Regions from separate parts of the Bombyx mori genome. Here region 2 is linked to region 1. The links are chromatin contacts, called in public Hi-C maps. All regions are on one chromosome and are shown on one strand. Each heading gives the region's core, a stretch centred on a gene start, on an enhancer-like site or on the middle of the called end of the contact. The rest is flanking DNA. Distances are from core to core; before and after follow the strand shown. Region 1 holds the start of LOC101741989 (equilibrative nucleoside transporter 2). Region 2 overlaps LOC101741989 (equilibrative nucleoside transporter 2).

Region 1 (2,783 bases), core at 127-2,626:
TAGTCTGGAAATCGATTTTAGACAGTAAAAATTTATGATTCGATCTGGTTTTTTTTCGTCTAGAACGCATTATTATAAATTTATAAACAATTAATATCGACAAATGAATTGTAAAAAAAAATGTGAGCAGTCACGGGACGCCTGGCAGATGTGAAACATCGACATTATTTTGTAAAAGTAATATGCAGAAAAGATAAGATTGTGATAGTAACTAAATATGTCATAATGATAAAAGAAAATATTACGAAAAAATAATTTGTTTTGAAGTAAAACACAGGTTATGTGTACTGTAGTAAACAACACTATACACTACGGAGTATACACTATAGGTATCCGAGCTCAGTGAAGCGAGAAAGATGGCATAACGCCGGATCGAGTGGGAGAGAATCGCACAGTCGATTGCACATGGCGACGCGTCGCCACACCGTACACACTACTGCATATAGACTGTATATATATACCATCATGTAGCGTGGTGACGCGTCGCCACGGCATGCGTCGCCACGCCAGAAATCGGTTTTACGTGCGGCTATAGATGTTTCACATCCAAAAAATTAGGTGAATTGAATTCAATCAAACACAAAAATTATTACATAAATACATATTATATAATTAAAATAAGAAATAAATAAATTACAACCTCGATATTATATTTAACCTATCACGACAGATAAAGTAAAGGTCCTTGTTGTAACAGTACAACGGCTGTCCCACTCCTCAAACCGAAACGCATTATAGTTCACGACAGAAATAAGCAGGGTGGTGGTACTGCGCGGACTCACAAAATGTCCTACCACCAGTAACTACGCAAATTATATTTTTGCGGGCTTAATTTTCATTATACGATGTTATTCCTTTACGTGGAAGTCAGTTGTGAACGTTTATTAACTACGTCTTTCATTAGAAAAATTGGTACCGCCTGGGGATTCGAACACCGTTGCGTTGCCTCGTTTGATACAAATAAACCGGACGTCTCATCCTTTAAGCTACGACGACATCTATACTGGTATTGATGTTTTTGAAATTTGTATCGATTAAATCCTGATTAATCAAGTGTTGTGTGACGTAAATTATTAACTCGTATTTATCACGTAAATCAAAACTTGACTTACTTCAAAAAGATTTCTAAGAAATGTTTTCGATCTCGATCTTAATGTAAATCGGCATCCCTATCAGAATATCGGTTATTATTTTTAGTTAACATATTTATTAGAGTCAAATTAATATATTAAGATAAACCAATGAGTACTAATAAATAACACGGTTATTAGACTATTATATTTCTGTATACTCTGTAATCCTTATATAGTCTGTGAAACTAAAAAATACATTCACACAATCACACAATGAACATAGATAATAAACTTACTACAATGAAATGAATGATATAAATCACAAGTGTTAAGGAAACATTGAGACGCGCGCGTGTTGGACGTGCTTAACCCTTTAAAAATAAAAGTGTAGTTATTAATAGTAAAAAGTTTGTGTATAGTGAAAACTTAATAGATTTCTTGAAAAGTTTATTTAGGACACAGTAAAATTAGGACGGTAAGTGATAAGTAAATGGTAACCACGCGTTGAACGAAGCACGTTTCCGAAAATATATATAGTTAGTTTTCAATTCATAATCCTTTGTAATAAAAGCTTAACATACGATTCTTAAAAAGCTTACTCTTAGCTCTTTTGGACAATAATCATATTACTTACATAGTTATAATGTATAGTGTGCAAAAACCAATTTTTAACATTACAAATAGGTACCTACCTAATATTTGCAGTTAAAATGGTTTTTATTAAAACTATTTAATACAGTATGAATGTATGAAGTCCAGGAATGGAAATATCATTTCAATATTTTTCCATACAAAATGGAATCAATCCAATATTTAAACAAAGGTAAAAAAATAATTCTTGCCTAAATATTTTCATTATTTAACAATTACTATAAACTGACATTTAGAACTAATATCTCAAGGTGGGTGGTGGCATTTACGTTGTAGATGTCTATGGGCTCCAGTAACCACTTAACACCAGGTAGGCTGTGAGCTCGTCCACCCATCTAAGCAATAAATAAAAAAAAAAAAATGTTCATGTTGTAATTAACTTTTAAAATTAAAGTAGAGATCAAGATATCTGACAAAAAGACGTATCACACAGAAACCTTATACATACATGTCTCTGAATTTTATAGTTGGATCATCCTGTCTCTAGTTCGGTCTAGAGACTAAAGACTAGTACGGCTTGCCAAAAACTAACAAGCCATGATCCATATTTACTAAATATAGTACTTAATTATTTTTGATGTGTGATGATAAAAGATAATTAATATAAAAAAATTCAAGATGTGACTGGAATTCATTGAATTCATTTGAATAAGGAATTGTCACAGTGCTTTGGAAACACTAATGAGAGGAGTGCATTGCCTTGGTGGTATGGGTCAAGTCAAATGATAGTATCTGAAAGTATACCCAATAGCAGTAATTTCTCATATAAGGCTAGACCACAACATTGTAAAGCATGAATCTCTGTTTCGATTCACATCAGGACAGTGTTCTGCTTTGCTTTGTTGAGTACTCCCATTTTTCCGGAATCAAATTTGCATTTAGCTTACGGCTCAGGTTGTGAAAATATGAATTCAGACCGATTCAGTATATAAGAGAAATTGTTAGTCAGTTTTTCCCTCAGACTCATACCAAGGTGATGGCTGCTCACCTGGAATAAAATAGGAAAGTCATAGAATGCAAGAGGCCAATATAGTTTGGCCAATAGTCCTATTAAAGTGA
Region 2 (2,866 bases), core at 351-2,850, 33 kb after region 1:
TACTGCAGTGGGCTTCTGACATGTTCGGCAACATACGTACATCCGCCATATATTACTTCATCGCTGGAATGTTCGTTCTTCTCATATGCTTCGACACGTATTTCGCATTGCCGCTTAATGTAAGTAACAAATACTCTGATTAGTGTGTAGGCTTACGACGAAAGAATAGATCTTCCACCGAGCTGGTGATATTGCTAGGTGGACCGACGGTCCGAATTTTGTTGTTCGGAACTTGTATATTATATATATGCGAACTTATCTTGAAAATGTCGTAAGCGAGATTCAGGCATCTGTCAAATATCTTGCGTTGTATGATGGCTACCCGCCACAAGTGTGACCATGAATTTTAATTGGTTAAGGACTTATTTATTACCTCTTTAAGACTTTTTGCGGGAACGCGACGTTTTATTTTTTCTATTTAGTGTTTCTTCAGGTTTAAATGTGTAATAACGGTGGTTTATTAACTGCTTAGTATCTGTGAAAGTGCATAAATGTGGCAAAATAAAACAAAGCCGCTGGACGTAACTTCTTGGGATCCTTCAAAAAGTCCACTGAAAAACGTCTCAGTAAATGACCTCCATTTTACTGAGATTATATTTCATCTCATAACATCTCATTTCAGTTCATTACATTCCGTTTTCATTTCATTTCGATTTCATGCTATGTTTCATATTAATCAACTTCATTTCATTTCATAATATTATTATCATTTTTCATACAAGAAAGTTTTCATTAAAATTAAAATAAGACTTGACCTAAAGGTCTTAGTTACCAGGTCATGAAATCCCTTAAAAATTACCTCTTTAAATCTAGGAATTTCTTGATCTCGTGTCTATCGTATGGTGGTATTAGCACAGTTGGGCTATGAGTCAACTTTAGTCAATTAAATATATAGAAAGTGCTTTAGACAAATAAATATCTGTTTAGGAAGCAAAGGTTTTATACCAAAGAAATATATTAAATCGTACATACAGTACATATAGATGATTCCCTCTATAGTTGCAAGGATCTTTCACATAAAACGTTCTAAATAGTATTTTCCTGTGTTAAGGACGAGACCAGAACAAACATAACAACAATGCATCCAGACGTCGAATCCTACAATTTACTCGAAGAAAAACTAAATTAACAAAATAAATACAATTGACAAAAGTTTGCTTCTCGCGTTCCCGCCAAAAAGTGACAGTGACAGATAATTTTTTTTTTTAGACCAACGATTCGATGTTCGTATTCAATTTGAGATGAGTCTCAATCATGAAACGTTTTTCTTATCGATATTATTTAATTACAGAGGTTTTATCGTTATCACGATACTCTGCAAGAGAGGACGATGCGAGTGAACCCTGCCCTCGCAGCCACCGATCAGAATTCGAGTCCGAACAAGAGGAGCATACCGTACGGAACGATCTTCGCGCAATCCTGGGTTCAGCTCTACAACATATTCGTTACCTTCTTTGTGACGCTCGCGATCTACCCCGGCTTGCATTCGGGTGGGTTAGAAAGAGACAAACTATATTTTTATGCTTAATTCGTTATCTGTGTGCCTATTCTAAGCTCTCGCAGTCTTTGTTGTATGGAGATGAAGTGTAATGCGATCACCCACACTGGTCAATGTCGCGAGCCTGCCCATACAATCATAGGGTTCGACTTAGAGAGTAGAACTGTGTTATAATAGACTTCCTAGATAATATAAAAATTTACTGTAAAAACTGAGACCTTAGAACTCATGCCTCGAGGTGGGTGCCGGCATTTACGTTGTAGATGTCTATGGGCTCCGGTTACCACTTAACACCGGGTAAGCCGTGAGCTCGTCTAGCCATCGAGCTCATCATCATATATATACAAAATTTATTACCTTATTTCGAAGGCATAACGTGAATTGCTCCGAAACTAAATCGTCTTGAATTAGAACTAACTCGCTTCATACCGAGGTGCGTCACTATCTGCTAGACCGATGGGACTGATATGCAATCACCATACACTCTACCGCCATCAATGAGATGTACAGTTATTTTCGATAAATTCCCAATAATTGTAGTGCAGAGAGTAATATATCATCAACATATCAGTAGTCACTTAAAGAAACGATCATTCCATTCATAACTAGTCCGTGACAGTCATGAAAATTTGTCAAGTTTAATGAATTCGAGTGATCAGCTAGTCAAAATGTTGTACAAGTGTGAATCATAAATCCACTGCGAATAGTTATATAATATTACTAGCTGTATCCGTCCGCTTCGCTGGGCATTTAAAATTAACATTATTATTTCTCACCCCCACAAAGATTCTCATCATTAATATAACCGCAACTGGTGTAGGGAGTACAACACGCATATAAATATTAACCTATCCATTAAGTACATGTATTTTCTTCATGGATACCAAGTTTCAAGTCAATCGGACGCATGGTTCAGTAGTTATAACGGAACATCCGTAAAAACTACTGTAGATTTAAGCCCACTGAGTATCTCGCCAGATTTTCTCAGTGGGTCGCGTTTCCGATCCGGTGGTAGATTCTGCGAAGCACTGCTCTTGCTAGGGTCAGTGTTAGCAACACTCCGGTTTGAGCCCCTTTTTTCCTACCTAAGTTGATAGCCTTGGGAGGCTATATCAGCGGAACCTTAACTAGTAGGTGAGCTCACGGGGCTCGAACCTGACGACGTTGCTAAAGCTAACCCTAGCAAGAGTCGTGCTTCGCAGAATCTACCACCGGATCGGAAACGCGACCCACTGAGAAGATCCGGCGAGATACTCAGTGGGTTGGTGAGCCCCGTGAGCTCACCTACACACGTTAGGGTGAAGCTGAAATAGCCTCTGAAGGCTATCAGCATAGGTAGGGAAAAAAAAGTAGATTTATATATTATTA

Evidence for each region. Hi-C and Micro-C count contacts between places; a contact is called where the count stands out from the background.
Region 2: a Hi-C map of whole pupa shows a contact between it and region 1, with 2.6 times the contacts expected there. The contact joins the enhancer-like site here to the promoter of LOC101741989 in region 1. A contact is called at or near these places in 3 of 7 Hi-C or Micro-C datasets (midgut and whole pupa).

Annotation. Positions count from the first base shown.
Region 1 is chr26:4,048,803-4,051,585 of ASM3026992v2, forward strand. LOC101741989 (equilibrative nucleoside transporter 2) reads left to right here and starts at 1,377. Exons shown (of 10, transcript XM_004933007.5): 1 at 1,377-1,548.
Region 2 is chr26:4,081,886-4,084,751 of ASM3026992v2, forward strand. It overlaps LOC101741989 (equilibrative nucleoside transporter 2), which reads left to right. Exons shown (of 10, transcript XM_004933007.5): 6 at 1-119; 7 at 1,292-1,490. Among protein-coding and RNA genes, the nearest start is that of Osi20, 19 kb to the right of the region's middle. Within about 2 kb of position 1,601, at least 1 of the 8 cell types and tissues checked has open chromatin away from gene starts, as enhancers often do.